Linked DNA regions of Neogale vison: region 2 is linked to region 1. A link is a contact called in public Hi-C data. All regions are on one chromosome and are shown on one strand. Each heading gives the region's core, a stretch centred on a gene start, on an enhancer-like site or on the middle of the called end of the contact. The rest is flanking DNA. Distances are from core to core; before and after follow the strand shown. Region 1 holds the start of MAU2 (MAU2 chromatid cohesion factor homolog). Region 2 holds the start of TMEM161A (transmembrane protein 161A).

What was found. Hi-C and Micro-C count contacts between places; a contact is called where the count stands out from the background.
Region 2: a contact with region 1 is called in a Hi-C map of muscle, with 4 times the contacts expected there. The contact joins the promoter of TMEM161A here to the promoter of MAU2 in region 1. A contact is called at or near these places in 2 of 3 Hi-C or Micro-C datasets (fibroblasts and muscle).

The regions. Positions count from the first base shown.
Region 1 is chr6:209,711,858-209,717,006 of ASM_NN_V1, reverse strand. It overlaps MAU2 (MAU2 chromatid cohesion factor homolog), which reads left to right and starts at 2,444. Exons shown (of 19, transcript XM_044253786.1): 1 at 2,444-2,735. The coding sequence starts at 2,460. It overlaps SUGP1 (SURP and G-patch domain-containing protein 1), which reads right to left and starts at 2,114. Exons shown (of 14, transcript XM_044253787.1): 1 at 2,067-2,114; 2 at 65-239. The coding sequence starts at 2,100.
Region 2 is chr6:209,843,080-209,848,228 of ASM_NN_V1, reverse strand. TMEM161A (transmembrane protein 161A) reads right to left here and starts at 3,162. Exons shown (of 11, transcript XM_044253801.1): 1 at 3,132-3,162; 2 at 207-310. The coding sequence starts at 3,134.

The sequences.
Region 1 (5,149 bases), core at 1,195-3,694:
TTGAACACAAAACCGTCTGCCAGTGACCCTCTAAGACCCCAGCCCAGCTGCAGGGGGAACTTACTCGCCAGGATGTGGGGGCTGAGGGCTGATGACCACCTGATTCTGCTTGGCTTTCTGCTCCATTTTGGCTTCAATTTCACGTTTCTTCTGAGCAATGAGCTCCTCCTGGTGAAGGATGTTCATGTTCATTTTTCCAGACTTGGGAGGAGCAACCCCAAACCACCGGTTAGCCTTTCCTGAGGAGAAAAACTCGGATCAGAAATCATCTTTGCTCCACATACATGTATAGCGGCTGCTACAGGAGCAGCCCAGTTGTGGCTGCCTGCACCAACTGACATTCAAATGTCAACTTCTTGATTTATTCCATGAATATTTACTTAGCTAATGTACCAGGTGCTCAGCTCAACCAGAGAAGGGATCTCTGCCAATGTGGGTCTCACCTTGGGCAAAGAAGGCAATAGACTTACACCCAAAAAGCTGCTGTAAAATTGTAGTAAGAGCTCTTTGCTAGAAACCAAAAAAAGGGATTAGAAGAATGATAGATGAGCACCTATACAGCTAGGGCAGCCAGAAAATAACTGATAGAAGAGAAGACATTTAAGTTGAAACCAGAAAGATAAAGGGCCAGCCTCCTGAAAAGCCACCTGGGGAGCTATCTGGGCAGAATAAGCAGTTGCAAAAACCTAAAGCATGAGGTGCTAGGTGGCCCAATAGTCAAGCGGCGGCCTTCAGCTCAGGTCATGATCCCAGGGTCCTGGAATCGAACTCCGCATCAGGCTCCCCACTCAGCAGGAAGCCTGCTTCTCCCTCTCCCACTCCCCCTGCTTCTGTTACATCTCTCTCTGTGTCTCTCTCTGTCAAATAAATTTTAAAAATCTTAAAAAAACACACACAAAAAAACCTAAGGCAAAAAGAAGCCTGGTATATGCAAGGACCAGCAAGGGCCCTCTGTGGCCAGAGCAGACTGTTTAAGGAATGGAAGTGGGGGGTGCAAGATGGAGGAGTCTAGGTTTTACTTTAAGGGCTCTATGGAGGAACAGAGAAGTATTAAGCTGACAAACAGTATTTTAAAGATAATTCTGGATACTAATTGTAGAGTGCATGGTGGCAGCAAGAAGACCAACAAGGAGGCTTGGATGGTGTCTTGGAGGATGATGGGGTCTTCAGATGAAGGTGGGAAGTGTAAAGATGGAGAAGACACCTCAAGGGTTCCTCATGGGACTCAGACTAAAATCCAAATTCTGAAAGTTGATTTTCAGGGCTCTGTCAGAAAAGACTCCCCTCTTCAGCTCTGCCCTCCAGGCCTTCCCATAGCTGCCATCTTCTCATCTCAAATGCCTTCTGCCTAAAAGGCCTTCCTTCACCACCCAATATCAGCAGCCTCCACCACCATTCTCTCACATCATTATAACCTGTGTCTTTGTAAATACTTCCTCTGGGTGCATTGTCTGACGGCCCAGTAGAAAATAACCTTCAGGAAAGTAGAACCCTTTTGGATTACCACTGCATCCCCAGCGCCTAGCATAGTGCCTAGCACAGTATTTGCTGAATGAATGCATCCCAGTCTTGGTGGGGGGGGGGGGATAGGGCTTGTAGAGAGGGAAGGGAAAGACTCGTGGTAAAGTAGGAGGCTCAAAAGACCGAGAAAGTGTGTAGAGACGGTGCTAGAGCAGTTCCAAAAAGCAGCTTTTTAGCAAAGTGGACACAGGCCAGACCACGGTTGTTACGAACAGAGGGGCGCAGGACAGCCCAAGGTTGCTGCTGTTTCGGGGAACAGAGCTCTGAACAGTCCTGAAGGCGATTATTCGGGAAAGGGAGAGCAGAACCGACCCAGGGGCGGCCTTTATGGAACACCAGGAGCACACAGCAAACCCGACGGTGAGGGCAGCAACTGGGTCTGGGGTCTCGGGAGACGGGGAAGATGCAGAAGCCTCCGCTTTCGGACGCCCTAGGGACTGAGGCGAGGAGCCCGTGGGTCCGGGCAGACCCGATGGGAAGACAAAACCGCGACGCTTAGCCCCGCTGACCCAGGCGGGCGCTTCAAGGGAGGCGGGGGCTGTTACCTGCAACATCCCGGTTGTCCATCTTGAGACTCATACAATCCCACAATGCTCCGGTTCCACTTGAAAAGGCTTGTTATAGTGCGCATGGCCTGATGGGAAATGTAGTCCGTGTCCCTCAAGCACGTCCGGCCACTGAGTTGATACCTGGGGTCCTTCCCCAAGAAAAACAAACCCCAGCCTATTTGCAATGTTTGTTCTCAGTGCCGTGGACCACAGGGCACCGACTTTTCGCACACTTCCCCGGAGCCGCGGCCACTCCAAAGACGAACTACATGTTCCAGAATGCTTTATTAGGCAGCTATCGCGAGAGACGTGAGAAGGGTTTCCCCGGCCCCGCCCCGCGCGCCTGCTTCCGCCTCCCTGTGGCGGCGGCTTGTTGTTGTGGAGGCCAAAATGGCGGCTCAAGCGGCGGCGGCGGCCCAGGCGGCGGCGGCCCAGGCAGCGCAGGCGGAGGCGGCCGAGTCGTGGTACCTGGCGCTTCTGGGCTTCGCCGAGCACTTCCGAACTTCCAGTCCTCCCAAGATCCGCTTGTGTGTGCACTGCCTGCAGGCCGTGTTCCCCTTCAAGCCCCCGCAGCGCATCGAGGCCCGCACGCACTTGCAGCTCGGTTCCGTGCTCTACCACCACACCAAGAACAGCGAGCAGGCGCGCAGCCACCTGGAGAAGGCGGTGAGCGCAGACCCGGCCGCGAGGGAGGAGGCGCGGGCTCTTTTCGGGGCCTGGCCTGACGCACTGCGACCCCAGCGGGCAGGGGCCGCCTGGCCTCTCTTCGGGGACCTGGGGCGCGACTTCGGCATAGGCAGCAGGACCCCGAAACCGCCAGCCTCTCAGAGACCCCAAGGGCCTCTCTCTGTACCTTACTTAATGTCTTTGGTGACAGGCAGGGTCCCAGGACCCCGCTCAGGGTACTCGAGAGTTGTCTCTTATCAGGAGCAACAAGGTCCCCAGATTCTTCAGGATTTCAGGAGCATATCATCTGTTGGCGCCTTAGGGAAGGCCACCAGATCGGCCAGTGGGATCTGCAGCTTCCAGCTCCTCAGGGCTCAGCCCCTGGAGCTTCAGCCTGAACGCTCCCTCCTGACGTGACTCAGGATAGGAGAGGGTCATGGTGACAGTACAAGCATCCCTTGAGAATCTGAAGTTTGGGCTCTCAGGAAATCTAAGAAGGGCTTCTCTCCCTGGACCTGGAAGTCTGTTAAGTGTCTGGAGGGTATTGTGCCCCAATCACTGATGCAGGGTGTCACAGGTGTCAGACTGAGGCTTAGAGAGAAGAGGTTAAAATTCTCTAAGGCAGGACTGACGGGGGCCTAGGTTCCAGGACCACTTGGTTCGGTGGGGTGGAATGGGGGGTGATCTCCAAGCCCCTGCTGTCTCTGTATCCCTGGTGACTTCTCCTCCTCCAATCATTCATTCCTCTCTCCCCTTCAGAAGAGAGACCCCATCTCCCCCAACTTGACTTGTGGGATCTTGGTGCTTAAAAGGATGTGGGAAAGTGGCTATCATTGTGACCCTTCTGCCCTTGGTGTTGTTTCTTGTCACAGCAACATTGTGCTCCCATCAGACCAGGCCCCCATTTGCCATTTATCCAGCTTTATTTGACTTAACTGATTTCTTAAAAAGAATCAACTTAAGTTTTTGAAATGTATTGATCTGAGGTAAATCCCAGCCCACCGTGGCCAATAGTGAGTTGCCTTTGGGAGGATATCAAATGTTTGTTTTGCAGAATGTAGAGTTGGAAGGGGTCTTTAGTCCTTGCTTGATCACCTTCCTTGTTTTAGGAGTGAGGCAGTAGGGGTCCTGAGAGATGAAGTGATTTGCCTAAAGCTACACATCAAGTTATTAACAAAAGTGGCTCAAACCTAGGCTCAGGATCTCCAGCTTCAATGCCTAGACAATAAGTCATTATTGTTTTTATGAATTTTTTAATCCCTTTTATTCATTCAGCAGATATTTATTCAGCTCATACCAGGTGCTAAGCTCTATTCTAGGTGCTGTAGATCAGTGATGACTAAAATAGTCCCTGTTAATGTGAGCTTAGGTTTTCATGTGAAAGAGACAAATACTAAATATGTAGTAAAAGGGAAGGCCATGATAGAAGAATCATGGAAAATATGGTCCAGGGTGAAAAGATGGTGCTTTTTTTTGGCAAAGGTAGTGAAATCTATTTGTAAGAGTGACACTTGAGCAGGCCTGAATGGGATGGAGAAAGCAAACCTGGAAAATGACGCAAGGTGTCAGGTCGATCCCAAGGAATGCCTGAGCTGTGACCAGTTGGTGTACAGTCTCTCCTAGGCAGTGATGAGGGAGAGATCAGATGAAGCTCCAGACTCTGCTGGGTGTGGGCATGCTGGAGGCTGACTGCTCTGGCCTGGTAGCCCTGTGCTTTCAGTGAAGAGTGGTTCTGAATCTCTCCCTTCTCTGGCTTCACAATATATCCTTTCCTCCCCTCCCTCGTCTTGAGGGTCATTCAGTCTTTTTCTAGCAGTGGTTCCTATTTGCTGTGTATATTGTCCCATTTTGCCCACCCAGTGCTGTAGAGTTCGGAAGCAGCCATGCCTCAGATTGCTTCTTTGTAGCCACTGGGCTTTTGGACCCCATAATTTAATCTCTTATGTTTGTGAAATGTCTTCCCTTGATTTTACCGAACCTTGAATCTTGTGGGGTTTCCCACAGAGCCACAAGGTCCCCTCTGTGCTCACACTAATGTTATACTTGGAAATCCCTTCCTTTCTGTCAGTTGCATCCGCAGCTAGGAATTTGTCCAGATTTCAGTTAAAGTGCTGTTCTCAGTGCTGTTTTTCTTCTGCAGTTGTATGTAATCTTCCATTGTGTTGCAACACAAGTATGTTTCTTGAATCTTCCTTCTTTGTTAGTCTTTTGATTTTCGCCCAATCAGGCTGCTTTCAACTTTTATTGGTTCCTTTCCCACACTCACTCAACAAAAAAATTGTTAATATTTTCTACTTTTAGAAGTGTTTTGTTTCTAGTCCTGAAGAGCAAATGGCCAAAAGCGTTCCAATTTCTTTTTAGGGAGCCAAACTAAAGTATCAAAAAGCATTTTTTTTTCTTTGAAATAAACTCTA
Region 2 (5,149 bases), core at 1,913-4,412, 130 kb before region 1:
TCTCGCGGGTGTGGACACCTGTCAAAACGGATCCAACTGTGTGCTTCAAATATCTGCAGTTTATTGTATGTCAGTTATATCTCAATAAGGTTGTTTTTTAAAAACTAAATACACTTTGGAGGGCGCAAGGCAGGGATGGGAGGAAGCCGAGGGGGCGGGGCCCGGTGGGGGCTCCTCCCACCGCCCGGGGCGGGGCTGCGGCTCACCTGCCGTTGCAGAGCAGCCAGCGTGCGAAGGAGCAGTGCGGTGCCAGCCTGTGCATGAGGGTGGCGGTGAGCAGCGTCACCACCAGCTGCACTCCCAGGACCGCCTGGGGGGAGGGGACACGAAGGGCAGTGCCTGCCAGGAGGTCACAAGCTCACTGCCTCAGAACTCAGGCTATTTATAGAGAGGCTGGGGCCAGGTTGGAGAGGGTGGGCGTCCTGGGTTCCAGCTGAGTCTTGAAGGAGGGTCCTATGGTGGACTCAGACTCAACTGGGGGAGCCCCTGCTGTGTGTGGATTCCCGCACTCCCTACCACCCCCACCTAGCTGCGGGGTAGGGTGGTGGAGAGCTCACGCTGGGGTTCGCTTCTGGCCTTTGCTATGGATTTCAGGTATTCATCTCCCTGAGGCCTCAGTTTCCCCATCTGGAAATGAGGTGCTGCCTATTTTGTTTCATGTACTGTCGAGACCACTATCCGGACCTACAAGGAGCACAGCCAGTGAAAGAGGCTCCCCCTCCGTAGTTCCCCCTGGCAGCTCCGCGTCCCTCTTTCCCACCGGAAATTATCCTCATGATTCCATCGCCCTCTCCTTCTCCCTCCCTTTGTAACCAACCTCCTTGAAAAGCCTATTTCTGGCCACTACCAGTCTCAGGACAAAAGACTTACACATATGAAGGGGATGGCTTTTTAAATTAGGAATTTCTCACTAAGTTCTACATAACAAAGTTTTTACCAATTCATAACACGTTTTTGTATATTAATTTTAAAACGTTTTAGAAGAAATGCTTTTGGTAATCAGTCTGAAGCTGGGTTTTCCTGCTTGAATGCAGTAAATACCAATTTGGTATCAGTAATTATGCAATTATATAAAATTATGTGCTCAGGAGTGCTGTCGACTAGTATTATGATATTATAATTAACAACTAAAATGAAATAAAGATTACTTTAATATTAAAATTAATTATTAAAATTATCCTTTTAATCAGGCAAGACTACGCTGACTTCAGTAGGAAAAGCTCTAATGGGATGGGTATCAGGCCAACACAGTAATTCAGAACCACTGCTGAGAAATCCATCATTAAGATAACTAACAGGATATTTTCTCTATGCCTATAACTTGTAAACCAGAAACATTCTCTCAGTAATGAGGTCAGGGCCCCAACTTTCTGGTCATTAAATCTCACTGCCCACTCTCCCTAACTCCCAAGTGCTGGCTGGCTAGGGGTCACTAAAGACCGTGGGGACAAGCACAGTCAGGGAGCCCCAAGATCAGTGAAGCGGGCCTCTCGGAGGGCCGCGGCTCCGCCTACGATCCTCTCCAGTCCTTTCCCGTGCCACCCCCAGCCTCCCATCCCCGACTCTGCAGACATCAGATCCTGGGGCTCCCCTAATGATTTTCCTCTTCCCTCTGTGGCCTCCACCCTGTGACTCAATCTCCTGCTAGGTTTTTAACCACCTACGGCCCTGCACGACCCCAACACAGCGGCACCTCTAGCCTGCACCTCTATGCGTAGCGCGCAGACCATCTAGGTCTCTAAAGGCCCCAGTACCCGCCCCTAACTCCCCGCGGACACAGCACTCGGCCCTTTCCGGCGAGTGGTGAGGTCAGTCAACATCCAAATCCTTTTTGCAGCCTGCAACTCTTGGCGGGCCCAACTCAAGACACCCTGCCTCTCACTGGCCGGCTTTCTCCGTAGCCCTCTCTGCGTCAATTCACTGGGGTCTCAGAGGCCCTCCCAGACCCCTGGCCTCTCCACTGCAGATACCTATCACGCTCTGACACCTCCCAGGGAGGAGACCATTGTTCAAGCTTCCGTCCCAGCACCTGGGACAGGCAGGAGGGAGAGAAGACTTAGGAGAAGCAGGGAGGAAGGGAAGAAGGGAAGGAAGACAAGCTTCCCTTCACCTGAAGCTCCTGAGGTCTGTCCAGGGATATATTTCAAGCCCCGCCCCCCAGCAGCCTCAGGTCTTGTCCCGCCTCTGCAGATTTCCAAAGATACCTGGAGCCTCCCATCAGCTCACGTCCCTTTCCTGCTCAGTCTTTCCCTGGACCTACAATCTGAGAATAGGAGACTCCTGCTACCTGCTAACACCAATAAGGCTTTCCTCCATCCTGTTCTCGAGAACCCTTCCGATTATCTCCCATTCCTTCCCGCACCCAGGCCTGGAACCATGTCCACTTTTCAGGTTCAAGCGCACTTCCAACGCCCCTCCTTGGGGAATCCTCCACGCAGGGTCCGGTCGTCCTCAGGGGCCCCTCCTCTGCCCAGGTCGAACATTTAGGGTTTGGGAGTTCCCGCTCTCGCCCCGCATCAGCCCGACCCACCCACAGTGGCCAGGCTAAGTCTGAAGAATAAACTCAATAGGTTGGACCCAGGACTGCGTGAGACCTGAAGCTTCCGACTGTGCTGTCTCCGATTCTGGGACCCTCGCCCGCCCCAAAGCCACCCAGATCCCCTTGGCTTGGCTTCTCCTCTCAGGGCTCTCCCTGGCCCTTCCACACACCTAAATCCACGCAGCTGCCCTCATGCTTCCGCAGGACCCATGTCGCCAGCCTGGGCTCCAACGGGACCCCCAAATTCCCCAGCGAGGATCTGTGCGTTCCCCAGTCCCCTTCGCGGGGTTGTGATCCCTCGGCAGGACCTCAGGCCCCTAGAGGGCCCTCAGAGATCTTGCAAAATTCCCGAACGCTTGGAAGCCTCCAATTCTTTAGGCAGAATCCCCAACCCCCACATAGGTCCTGCAGGGAGACTGAACCCAGAGAGGGGCACATGGCCCTCAGCGCGACCCAGAGTCCCTCAGAGTTCCCAATCCCCACAAAGGGATCCCAGTCCCCTCGGTGTTTCCCTGGACCCCCTCAGCTGGATCTCCTGCCCCTCAGTCAAGCCCCCCACCCACCCACACCATGCCGCTGGCTGCCGGCTCACCATGTCGCCGGCGGGAGCGCGGTCCGCTGACCTGAAGCTCCGGGCGGCTCTCGGGAATCCAGCCAATCAGAGCCCGACCTTTCTGACAAACAGCCCGTAGGACCAATTGTCAGGCTGTAGCTGGAGCAAACCACGAGGGACACGAGGTCGCTCGCGTTGCATGCTGGAAATTGTAGTTCGAAGACCCAGGGCAAGATCAGGCACCCGTGGAGTCAGGACTCTCTGGTACCCTGTGTGGCTGCCCTCTCTTGAGATTTAGTCTCCGAGCCTCTGCACCCACCTCGCAGGTCTGAGACAAATTCACTCTCCCGCTGGAGAGTTCTGAGTGTGGAACTGTGTGAACTCCCCTGATCAAGAGCATTTGCTGGCTCCCACTGACTGGACTCCCAAGTGCTCATAGTCTCATAGTAAAGTCTCTGCCTGATTTCAGTCGGCCGCCAGCATATTGTATACACTAGAATACAGCTTGCCACTGGCCATGCTATCTGCAAATGCTATCTTTCATCTTAGAATACCTCCTTTCTCAATCTTTCTCATTTAGCAAAGCCTTATTCATTTCTATAAGTCAGGACTCTGAATGAACACACACACACACACGCACACACACACACACACACCCCAACTCAAATGGGCTCCAGCAAAAAAAGGGAAAATTTTGTGACAAAGAACTCTAAAAGCATAGTGAGCTTCAGGCATGGCTAGATCAAGGACAAAAAAAAAGTCAGTCTCTAGAATCCAATATATTGTGTTTTGAGGCTTGGAGGAAAGGGCTTCTAGCATAGGTACTTAAGTTTTTATGGATAAGTGTGTCTACTTGAGTGTGGACATATATGTGGGTATGATGAGATGTCTGAGCTGTTTTTCTTTTTTTAACTTTTTAAAAGTTTTTTTTAAAAGATTTTATTTGACAAAGATAGAGAGATCACAAGTAGGTAGAGCAGCAGGCAGAGAGAGAGGGGGAAGCACGCTCGCCACTGAGCAGCAAGACCAATGCAGGGCTTGATCCCAGGACCCTGAGATCATGACCTGAGTCGAAGGCAGAGGCTTAACCCATTGAGCCACCCAGATGCCCCTCCTTTATTTTATTTTATTTTATTTTATTTTTTTTGAGAGAGAGAGGGAGAGCAAGTGAGAGAGAGAGCTTGAACTGGGGGGAGGGGCAGAGGGAGAGAAACAAGCAGACTCCCCGCTGAGCAGGGAGCCCAATGTGGGGGCTCAACCCCAGGATCCTAGGATCATGACCTGAGCCAAAGGCAGTCACTTAACTGAGTCACCCAGGCACCCTAGATGTCTGAGGATTTTTATGGGGCCTGTGAGAGGGGCCTATATAGTTGATTGCCTTGTCTCTGTGGGTGTTATTGGTTTTTTAGATTTTTTTTTTTTTGACAGGCAGAGATCACAAGTAGGCAGAGGGAGAGTGGGAAGCAGGCTCCCCGTTGAGCAGAGAGCCTGATGCTGGGCTCAATCCCAGGACCCTGGGATCATGACCTGAGCTGAAAGCAGAGGCTTTAACCCACTGAGCCACCCAAGCGCCCCTCTGTGGGCGTTTTTGTCTTTGTTTATGAGCACATGTGGATGTCTGTTTGCAGGGGATTCACTGTAGTTTTGGTCCTGTGAACTCAGAGAGTGTCCTATGGAGAGAAGATGGGTGATAGCTTTGGTGAGGGGCACTGGGATTTCCCTGGACCAACACGGTTCTGTGAGCCAATCTATGAATCCACGAGGGATTCAAGGAAGCTGGGATTTCGGAAGGGTGTCAGAGAAGGGGACCAAGAAAGAAAGGAGGGACATTTGCTGCAGGTCCTCCGAATACCAGGCTGGGAGGGGTTGCTGACACTTGTGCTCCTTCCAGTAGGTTGAAGTGGCAGGACGATTGTCTCCATTTCATTGACGAAGACACTGAGGCTCTGGGAGGCCCGAATCTCTACATGACACCTTGACCTCTCCTCCTGGACCCAGGGCTTACGAGTTTAGGTGTCCCAGAGGCGCCCATGTGGTGAACCACGGGAAATTCACAC